Linked DNA regions of Sus scrofa: region 1 is linked to region 2. Evidence: chromatin contacts called from public Hi-C data. All regions are on one chromosome and are shown on one strand. The core of a region is the stretch at or near the end of the contact, and the rest is flanking DNA. Distances in the headings are between cores, read along the strand shown.

Evidence for each region. Hi-C and Micro-C count contacts between places; a contact is called where the count stands out from the background.
Region 1: a contact with region 2 is called in a Hi-C map of embryonic fibroblasts, with 2.4 times the contacts expected there. The contact joins the promoter of TMEM2 here to the enhancer-like site in region 2. A contact is called at or near these places in 1 of 5 promoter capture datasets (liver), 8 of 47 Hi-C or Micro-C datasets (adipocytes, embryonic fibroblasts, fibroblasts and 3 more) and 1 of 2 datasets of contacts at active chromatin or transcription factors (skeletal muscle).

What each region holds. Positions count from the first base shown.
Region 1 is chr1:225,038,368-225,044,070 of Sscrofa11.1, reverse strand. It overlaps TMEM2 (transmembrane protein 2), which reads left to right and starts at 1,693. Exons shown (of 24, transcript XM_021064792.1): 1 at 1,693-1,843.
Region 2 is chr1:224,994,897-225,000,620 of Sscrofa11.1, reverse strand. It overlaps TMEM2 (transmembrane protein 2), which reads left to right. Exons shown (of 24, transcript XM_021064792.1): 11 at 76-204; 12 at 2,736-2,824. Among named protein-coding and RNA genes, the nearest start is that of TMEM2, 45 kb to the left of the region's middle. Within about 2 kb of position 3,255, at least 2 of the 83 cell types and tissues checked have an H3K27ac peak or open chromatin away from gene starts, as enhancers often do. A contact at or near this core is called in embryonic fibroblasts, where this site is marked.

The DNA of each region.
Region 1 (5,703 bases), core at 444-2,943, 45 kb before region 2:
CTTTTCTGTTAATAGACTTTGTTTAGAGCAGTATTAGTTTCGCAAACAAAAAGCAGAAGGTACAGAGAGTTCCCCTACATTCCCTGCCCTCCCCTTACATGTGAAGCCTTCCCTACTATCAATTTCCATTTTCTTTGGTTTTGGCAATAGATATGGGTTATGGAAGGAAGTCCTCTTTAAAACCAAAACTTTCATTAAAATAGTTTATGTGAAATTTTAATTGTTCTTTTTGATGTTTGAATTGTTGGCAGACTTAATTCCAACAGGCTCCTGTGTGAACTTGACAGGCTCCTTAAACTTCCTCAGTCCCAGTGTCCTCATCTCTAAAATTGGAATAGTAATTTTTGGAAGGGTTATATGAAATGTCTCAACTCTAAGCAAAGTGCCTGACACATAATAAAGATTCAGAAAATGGGCATTTTAACATAAAGTTGGCACCGCACAAACCACAGGATATATTTGTTTCCTGTGGCTGCTGTAACACATTACCCCAAACTTGGTGACTTAAGACAACATAAATTTACTCTCTCAGGCTCCTGGAAGCCAGAAGTCTGAAATCAAGGTGTAAGCAGGACTCTCTCCCTGTGGAAGCTCTAGGGCAAAAATCCTTCTTTGCCTCTTCCAGCTTCTGGTGGCTTCTGGCATTCCTTGATTTGGGACTACATCACTCCAATCCCTGCCTTCATGGTCACATTGCCTTTTCCTCCCTGCCTTCCTTATTAGGATACACGAGACTACAGCTAGGGCCACTCTGAGGACCCGGGGTAATCTCAACTCAAATCTTTAATCTGCAAAGATCCTTTTTCTGTATAAGGGGACATTTCTAGGTTCTAGTGCTTAGGCTATGGCATCTTTGGGGGGCTAATTTTTAGCCTACCACATAGGATGGCACAGTTCCTGCCCTATCTTTACAAGGCATGATCCTGGACATTTCGCCTTAAGACTACTAAGTAGTCCTTTGTTCTCCCCAGTTTATAATTCAAAACCATCGGGTTTATTTTAAGAAACTTCCTTCCTCTCCCAGAAGGGACAGTGACTCCCAGAGTTGGGTGGTTTCATTAAGGTCTCAGCACTAGACCGAATTGCTATTTTAGAGGCATTTTCCCCTCAAGGTTTTATTTAATTCCAAGATGCACTCTAGCATTATTTCTCAAACTTTCATATTCCCCGCACCTCTTAATCCAGTACGTGGTGGAGGTGTGTGAATCCAAAATTTTCGAAGTGCTCCAGGGGAATTTTATCAGCAGAGATTTAGAAACATATATTAGAATAAAATCCAGAACCCAAACCCTCGAAATAGGGAATTCCCCTTCCCGCCTGCTGGGTGTACCATGGTTACATGACTGAGTTTTTATTAAAAGGATGGAGAATCTGCACAGTATTCACTGAAAGAGTTCCCTAGCGGGAAAACTTTCAATTCCGAATTAAGTGGTAGATGACGACAGCCTGGATTTGGCAGTCCTGCTGCTGTCACTAGCCTGGAACCTCATGGGTCTGACTGATCAAGTCCCGGCCGCGCCCTCAGCGGGAATCAAGACTTGCCTGGGTGAGTGCAACTCCAGTTGTGACGGCGGCCCGGGCTGTTTAATTCCAAGATTGTAGCCCCGGCGGCTCAGGCATCCTTAGGTCCCTCGGTGTTGGGGCGGGCCAGGGAGTGGCTTTCAGCGCCACTCCTTCAAGTGGCAGCCACTCCAGAGTGGCGCGGTAGGGGGCGTGGGGAGACGTAGGCATATTTATTCTGGTGTGAGAGTGGGATGCCGGGACCGCTCTACGTTGCGGTCCCGAGTCCGAGAGCAAGCTAAGTGCAGAAGAGGCCAAGAAACTAGCGCCTGTGACTGGCCAGGTGGGGGCAGCCGTGATGCAGTGGCCGAACTCAGAAATTTTTCACGAGTTGTGGAAGTCCCTTTGGGGATGCTGGTGGGGAGCTTGGCTCAGCCAGGAGCGATGAAGGGGCATGTCCAGTTCAGCCTTCAGATGTGGGCTCAGCCGGGAGGTGATGGGGTTGTAATGCCTACCTCAGCCTTAGAATGATGGGCGGCGAAATGTCAGGGTCAGCTGTGAGTGTTGGGGTGCAGTGTCACGCTCAGCCGGGAGGTGATGGAGGTGTACAGTCAAGCTCAGCTGAGAAGCTGAGGTTCAGGGCTCAGCTGGGAGGTGATGGGTGCGAAGGATCCGCCTGAACTCCGGAGGTAATGGAAGCGCAGGCTCACGTTCCGTCAGGCCGGGTACGCGCTGCGGGATACCTCTAGCAGCTGCAGTCACTGCGAGGCTCGTTCGTTGGGGGGCTTGCTTTGGCAGCTGTGCGGTCTGGTGCTGTTCCTGGGCGCCACAGCGAGAGGCGCTGAGCCCTAGTGTCTGCTTCTGGCGCAGAGCTCTAGCAGCGGGAGGAGCCTTGCGCGGCCACCGCCTCCTCCGGCCGCAGTCTCCTCCTCTCCCTCCGCCTTCTTCGTCTCCCCCGCCCGCCCGGCCAATCCCCAGCCTTCGGCCCTGCCGAGCCGGGCCGCTTGTCTGGCTGGCGGAGGCTGAGCGCGACCCTAGCGAGCCGCGGCGCCCGCCGACCAGAGACAAGCGCGACTCCCGGGGACCCAGTTCTGACCCGTGCTGCCGCCCCTTCCCCATTGTCGCGGGGACGCTCTGGCCCTGCTGCTCGGGCCACGATTCTCCTCCTCTTCCTTCCCGAGGGGACGGAAAGGAGAAACAGCAGCTGCTCGGGGAAGAGCCCGAGCCGAGGCCCTTACCCCCGCGGCTCCGGGCTGAAGGAGGAGGAGGCGGAGGCAGAGGGAAGTGCGCGTCATTCCCGGGAGGAGAGGGTTTCACCTCCAGGCAGAGACTGCGGCTGCCAGTTGCGTAAAAGCAGCAGCGGCATCCGCGGCGGCGGCGGCGGGCGACGGTGCTGGAAGGGCTCTCTGGCCATGGAGAGAAGATCCGGACTTGGGGACGCCAGGAGCTCAGCTCCGTCGCTTTGGACTGCTGTGTAGGCACCTGAATTAGCCGACGCTAAGCGGGGGAGGGGAAGGTAAGAAGCAATGGGGTCACTGGCTAACCCCACTCCCCGCCCCCCGCTTCCCTGGCAGCCGCTGGGGGCCACTGCGAGGACGCGCACCGTGGTCCTCCGCACCTTCCCGGCTTTCCGGCTCCTGGCAGTCAGGCATTTGGGCATTCCTACAGAAACGGCAAACTTCCTCCTGCCCCACACAGCACCCTCCTGCGCTCCCCCCGCGGGTCGCCTTCCCCTCTTTGGATTAGGAGTAACAAAACTCCTCCGGAGTAAGTCCTCTCCATAAGAAAGGGTCTCTGGGAACCAAGTCTTGATTTCTTTCTCTCCCTCTCTCTTTTCATTACTTTTACGGGGATGGAAACAATGGACCTTTGAAAGTCGGTGTGAACAGCCTTAAACTTTCTGGAGAGGGTTAGCTTGGGGGAATAAACCCCACAGGAAGCCAACTACAGTGAAAAGTTGGTGGAATGTGCATTGCATAGTTTTGGCCTCAGTGCGCGCGCGCCTATGCCTTTGGGGTGATCTTTGTCTCTATTCCCCTGGGTTGGTGCTCCCCCTGCTGTCCCTCCCCCCTCCAATTTCTGTTAGTTAAGGTAAGGCGACTCGTTAAAATCCCATGCACCTTTCTTTGAAGCTGGGGAAGGACTTAGCACTGTATCCCCCACTTCCAGCTTTCCTCTGCAGAGTTGAGAGGTCTTGGCAAAGAAAGGGGGTCCCGCTCTGTGAGGACCCTTAAGTGCTGCAGTTAATGCTGGTTGTTACACCCCCTTGTAATAAAACCAAGCTTCTGATGTCCCTGGATGCTCTCTGCAGAGGATTGATTTGTGTCACCAGGTTTCCTGTGGAGCGGAAACTGCTCACTTAAATTCTCCTCATTAGGTTAGGAAAACAGACTTTGATATATGTCTCCTTTCATCAGCAGTAGGGGTTAAGGATAGAGCGCTTAATAATTTTAAGAACTTTCATTCCGCACACGAGCTACTCACTGGCTTATATTCACTCCCCTTCTTTCGGTATTGACAACGTGGTGCAATGTTGCATAACTGGATGTGTCGAGGGTAAGCAGATGCTATCTTCCTGAGCTCCTTTCTGTACAAAGTGAGAAACACTTAGAGGAAGGGGGATGGAGGGAGGTTTCACCTGAGCTCAGGAGGCCTGAATCCTCGAAGTAGCCAGGCTTACCTATTGGAAATGACTCCATTTACAAAACAAATGCATCTAAAATATTTAGCCTTATGGCTTTTTGGTTGGCTAGAATGGAGCTCTTAATGTTTGACCCTTGAAGAAAACTTGCTATTTTCAAAATTGACTTGGGCATCATACTTTGGTTGTGCCTTTGATTAGCTATTCAGAGGGCTCTTTTGAGTTTGCACTGCAGGGCAAAGCAGAAGATAGTGCACTTCCTCTGCTCAGTCAACATTGGCAGCACCTTCTGGTGATTTATCCTTTACATTAAAATCACTTCTCCAGCTTTCTGTTATACCTACACTATAGGATCAGTGTGTGTGGAAGTCTTGTCTTGGGGTTTTCAGTGCAGTCCACTTGATGCTGTTTTACCTGGATATGTTTACAGGCCCAGAAAAGTAAGGTTAGAAGTGAATTGAGTCAACACCTGTTTCACTTAATAGTCTGTGGATGAGTGCGAAAGTAGGGGAGTGGACACTGTGTGTGTGGACAGGAAAATTAAATCAGTAAATTCTTAAATGGTACTTGTTTAGATTTCCCTTGTCTCAGCTAATTGTATGAGTAAAGTCTCCTTTCTTGATGTGGCCTGTAACCAACAAATTTTCAAAAGTCTCACATTTTACAACAGGAAACCAGAATGGGACAACGCCTCATTCGTGTTCTAATAGACATAATCAAGCCTGTTGTCGAATAGCTAACTTGGAAACGAAGAGAAAACAAAGCAAGAGAGTAAAGTAGTCTTTTGGGCCATTTCTCAAGTTGAAAAGTTACTGTTTATGAACTGTGTGCCTCTGGGCAAGTTTCTGAAATTAGGAATGAAGAATCACATGTCAGAAAGAGAAAATTTAAATGATCATTATCAAATTAACCATTTTAGACTCTCCTGGTATATATTTACATATATACCTTGTAAAGTGCTATAAAATATTTATGAGTATCACATTATCCACCCATCCACCATCCTTTTAGCTTACAATTATTAGTCACCTGTTCTATGTCAGGCTGTCTAGAAGCAATCTGATTGCCACTCCCTTTGTGGAATGTTCTTTCTGGTAGAGAGAGGGAATTGGATAGAGTGGTTGAAACTTGGGAGGTCACAAGGAGCAAAGATTATCTGTGTGGTGGCTTTGATCTATAAAGAAAGATAGAACAATCTCTGCTGTTGAAGAAATCAGTCTATTCAGAGACAAAAGGAAATGAACAATTAGAAGTCCTGGTTGGAGAACTATGCACAGAATGCTTTAAGAACCCAGGGAAAGGTCAGATTGGGCCTGGGATGGGGAAGCCATTTAGTGAAAAACAAAATTTACTAAATCAGACAAAATAGTAAGGACTGAAAACTGTTGTCAGAGGTACCATTTTGAAATATAAAGATTGAGAGTTCCCATTGTGGCTCAGCAGAAACAAATCCGACTAGGAACCATGAGGTTTCGGGTTTGATCCCTGGCCTCGCTCGGTGGGTTAAGGATCCGGTGTTGCTGTGAGCTGTGGTGTAGGTCGCAGACTCGGCTCAGATCTGG
Region 2 (5,724 bases), core at 2,006-4,505:
TAGTTTATGTGAGAGTGTTTGATAGAGTGGCTTTATAATAGGAGGCTTTTAATGATCTTGCCCTTTTAATTGTAGGATGCTGGGATATGGTATTTATTCCACAAGGAACCTACAGGGGAATCCAGTGGATTACAGCTCTTAGCAAAACCAGAACTCACTCCATTGGGAATATTTTATAACAACAGAGTCCATTCAAATTTTAAGGTAGGTTCCTAAGTTTTAACAATCAGTAACTATAATTGACAGGATGAAGGATGGACTATTGTGATTACAACTGAGAAATGTTAGTTTTAGGTAGAACATGTCATCTGAGAAAGTAATTTATGATTAAAAAAGCAGACTCACTACCCTGCCCTTTTCAGGGTATATGGACAACTTTCTACTTATTCATACACAGGAATATATGCCACAGCACACATGTACATGGAATTGGAATGATTTTAATATTGGACTTGACCTATGAGTCTTCATCCTCTTGTTTCTTCCCCTTGATCTTCTTTCCAATCTTTAATATCATCACATGTTTCTAAGGATGTGCAAATTAGATAATATTCTTTTGGAGCTTAAAAAAGATATTTTCTCTCTCATCTCAGTGCTGTTAGGGTCTTCTACTGGACATTTAATGCTGATTATGAAAATAGTGAAGTATTGTTTAAGAATATTTGATCTAATTTAAACGATACAGGTCAAGTTAACAAAAGGCAATTTAGGAACACTGATTTCCATGATATTTGGTGCTCATCCCCACCAAAAATACATCTGGTTCCTTTTTTTTTTTTTTTTTTGCCGCTTCTCGGCATATAGAACTCCCGGGCCAGGGATCACAAGCCATAGCCACTAACTAAGCTGCAGCTGGGCAACGCTGAATCCTTAACCCACAGTGTTCCTGAAACTGCTGATCCTGTCGTGTCACAGAAGGAGCTCCCATCAAGGCATCTTGATATTTTCATTATATGATACAGTGCCCAGATTCTTTACTCTGATGTGCTCTATGTCAAAGTTCAATGAATACTTTCTGTTTATGATATTCACACTTAACCTAAGTGTGGTATGATTTGAAGAGCTTAGAATCATTTTATGAAGACTTTACCATTATTATTTTTTTTTTATCTTTTCTAGGGCCGCCCCTGTGGCATATAGATGTTCCCAGGCTAGGGGTCTAATCAGAGCTGAAGTTGCTGGCCTTCGCCACAGCTCATGGCAACACCAAATCCTTAACCCACTGAGCAAGGCCAGGGATTGAACCCGAAACCTCGTGGTTCCTAGTCGGATTCATTAACCACTGAGCCACGATGGGAACTCCTGATGAAAACTTTAAAGAGGAAAAAATTTTGCACAGAATTATGGTTTTTATGAGCCAAATAGTTGATTAAGGCTAATAATGATTGAAAGCAGCACTTCAAGTGGAAATCCTTAAAATTTTCTAATTTTAAGTGGTATCACCCCAAACACCTTATTCTAATTAATTTTTAAATGTCATACACCATGAGGACATGTAGCAATCTGCTCTATTAATTTAAAAAAATTAGACCTAAATAATGATAGATAATTAGGTTTTAATTTAAGTTTGACTATTCAGAACGAAACCTCTGACTTCCTGCTGAGTACCATTTGGATGTCTCAGAGAGACTAAATGAAATGTGTTCAACATGAAAGTCCTTATTTTTATCCCTAGACTCATTTCTATATCTCTGTTTCAGTGGCTGAAACCACTAGCCACTTCATTGCCCAAACTAGAAATTTATGAACCTTTATTGCTCCCTCTCCTCACCCTTAGATATTTTATTAATAAGTAAATGGTATTGATCCTACCTGTAAAGACTTCTCACTGTCTTTTTCCTGTTATTATTGCCACAAGTCTGGATCATCTTTATTTCTTCACTGAATTACTGCAGTAATTCTTATTTTTTCTCTTATTTCCCTTTTTGTCCCTTTCCAATCCATTATTCATCTTGTAGCTACAGTATTCTTTCTTAACATGCAGTTGATTACATTGCCTTTATTAAAAGTCCCATTATCTTGTCTGTTTAGTGTTTTAATTCTGTATCTTCTTGCATTTACTTCTCTTTAGTGTTCTTTCTTTACCTTTTCTCCCCCCATACATTTCATGTTAGTCCATCTAAGCTTTTTTCTCTCAGGTATACCATGCTTTCTGTCATCTCCAGGCTTGTTTACAGATGTTTCCCTTGAGTACTTTCTTCTGGGTTCTTCAGCTGCTTTGCACCCACCCTTTTGCATTTCATCCCTGACCTGTTTCTTTGCGTCATTAATTCCTTCCCATTCTTCTAGTTTCAGCTTTAGGACTTCTTTTAGGAGCTATTTCCTGAATTCTTTCTCTTCCACTCTCACAAAAGGTTTCATCTTGGTGCCTTGCTTAGGTGCTGCCAAAACATCGTCTTTCTTTCTTATATGCTTATCATATTGGATTGTACTTGTCTATTTAATTGTGTATCTTCCTTGTGGTTTATGTGTCATAACAGCAAAGACCATGGTTTTCTGCTTGATGTATAATGCTTGGTGGGCATTAAATAAATGTTTGCTAAATGAAAGAATGAGTAAAACATAAAAACATACAGTAAAGTAGCTGCTTTGGTAATACCTTTGCTTTGCTGTTTATTCCTTCTCCCTCCTTTTTTGGTGCATGTGATATGCTAACACTTAATTTCCATGAATCATTATATATGTAGTATAACTTGGGATTCATACTCATTTCAGTCCATTATTATATTTTTCAGGCTGGCTTATTTATTGACAAAGGTGTCAAAACAACCAATGCTAGTGCTGCTGACCCAAGGGAATACCTCTGTTTGGATAACAGTGCAAGGTAGAACCAGTCCTTTTAAATCACACTCAAGCCATATCTTGCCAAACTGAAGCTTTCTGAGTTAAGCCATTGTACACTTTTTTCCCACTAACACATTTAAACAGAAGTTTTCCAAGTTTGTAGGAGGGTTATAGGAAAACATTTATTTTGCTATTCTAGATCCTGTGGATGTCTTATTGAGATGCCAAAGAAATGGATGCTTTTCTCCTTTTTGACAGTTAAATCGATGTTAGAAAGAGACTTAAGGAAAAAGAATAGAGATATGTTGAGAAAGGATCCAAATTTGGCCTAAAGTAGAATATGATTCATTGAAAAACAAGCTAAGATGTTTTAATATAATCTCTGAAAACCAAAGGATATGTAATTTATTGTTAGTGGTCAAAGTGGAACATTGTATTAAATCTATTTCAAAGAGGAATGTCTCAAACTTGATGATCAAGCTAGTTCTGGTTCAGTTGTTCATAGTCTCAGATTCCTATCATAGTTGGGCTCTGTGTTACTTTCCTTCGTAACCACAAAATGCGTTTGGGATATGGATCAGCATTTCAACAAAGGTTTTTTTTTTTTTTTTTTTTTTTTTTTTTTAATATGCTGTATATGAGCCAAAATAAATTAAATGTCTCCAATGGAAACACAGTTCTCTGGAAAAGATGGAAACTTAAGGTCACATTCAGTAGAAACTCCGTACCTGTTATTTCTTTATACTTCAAGTTGATTGACCAACTTAAGGATTTGGAAGGGTGCTAGATTTAATAGGCTCTGTTGACAGTCATTTAAGAAAAGGATACCAGGCATTATAATGTTCACAGGGGAATGAAATAGGAGCCGCACTGTAGGTCAGTGAAGTGGGATCCTTGTGACACAGTAAAAAGACATGAGGTCAGGAGAAAACTGGGAATATAAGTTAGTAAAATTACTCATTAAAGATCAGGTGGAGCCTGAAATATTGTAAAGCAATGATCAGATACCTTTTGAGAAGTGGAGAAATTATGAACTAAGAAGAGAATGTTAATTGACAAAGCAAATAAATCTTTGTTAGAAGATTGCTGCTGCTTTTTAAGAATTTACTGTAACTGATAGAACTAATAATATATACTTTGCTAAGTTAGTATTAACAGAAAAAAGAAGTCCTTAAACAGCCCAATTGACTCTTAACTGCCTTAAAAATTTATAACTGAGGGAGTTCGCATCGTGGTGCAATGGTTAACAAATCCGACTAGGAACCATGAGGTTGCGTGTTCGGTCCCTGGCCTTGCTCAGTGGGTTGAGGATCCAGTGTTGCTGTGAGGTGTGGTGTAGGTCGCAGACTGGCTTAGATTCCCGAGTTGCTGTGGCTCTGGCATAGGCTGGCATCTATAGCTCCGATTAGACCCCTAGCCTGGGAACCTCCATATGCTGAGGGAGTGGCCTTAAAAAAGGCAAAAAAAAAAAAAAAAGACAAAAAGAAAAATTATAACTGTGTGTATGTATGGATGGATGAGAAAATATATTTCAGAATCTATTGGTAGTTTAATTATACTTAACAATAAAACAATGGCCTAAGAAGTTCTTTACCACGTGTGTATATATTGTGATAATGGTAATCTTTCCTCTGCTCTCCATTACTTTTCTTACTAGTTTATAAATGCATACATGTTGGTGAGGAATTCAACTCCATTTGGAAGTTGTTATTGAACTGATTGTAGAAGACGAGTAACAAGGCACTTGGCAGCTAGTATATGCATTTAATTTTGTATAAACTGATGTATAGAGTATGCCCACATGCATTCATTCAGTCCAGACATGAGTAAAAGTGATAAAACTCAAACACAAATGAGTAATAAGCCAGCCTGTGAATTAGACATCAGGCTCATGGGATCCAGAAGATATTTAGTCTGTCCATCAGAGAAGTTGACTCAGTAGTTAATCAGTTGAGCCATTCCTTGTGTCTTCAAGTTGTGAAATCACAGGAATCCAAAGATGGGATATTTTAAGTCCAGAAAGCTCTCAGTTTCAGATTGGGAAATTTCGTGTAAAATAGTATAATAGGAGTTCCTGTCATAGCTCAGTGGTAACGAACCTGAGTAATATCCATGAGGATGTAGGTTTGATCCCTGGCTTGGCTCAGTGGGTTAAGGATCCGGTGTTGCTTGAGCTATGGTGTTGGTCATAGATGCGGTTTGGATCCAGCATTGCTGGGGCTGTGGCATAGGCCAGCAGCTGTAGCTCTGATTTGACCTCTAGCCTGGGAACTTCCATATGCTGCATGTGTGGCTTTAAAAAGCAAAATAAATGAAATGAAATGAAATAGTAAAAGAGCATGAGAACCCACTAGAAAATTTAAAGCCTATACTGTAAAGCAGAGAATAATTAAGGGAGAGTTGGGAAATGTGCTGAAAGCTCATAAAGGAAGGTGATGGAAAATTAGGAAAAATCAGCTACATTTTCTACATACCAAATGGGAAAGAGGATGAAAATAAAGGGTATCCAAGCAAGTGGTCAGTGATTGATTTATACAGATAGGAATTTCAGCAAAAATGAGATGACTTCAGTAGAAATTCAGATGTTGTTTTATTGTACCTTTTTTTCTTTTTTTTTTGGCTTTCTTTTAGAACATTATGTAGTTCCCTTTCCAGAACTCTTCCATCTGCTTGATATTATATAATGACTGCAAAGCTCTTTGGCAGCAACTATAATGCCAAAAGGGTGGGTGATGGCTCAGAGTCAGACTTTTTACCCTTTAGGTCAGAGCCATTTCGTGTAAGGGGTCATATATACATTCTCAGGGTGGATATAATACTTTTTAGTTTAGTCTCTCTACAGTCTGGTTCTCTATAATCCTTTCACCAAGCAGCAGCAGCCAGTGACCAGTTAAAAGTAAAATCCGGTTATGTTATTGCCCTGATTCTATCATTCTGATG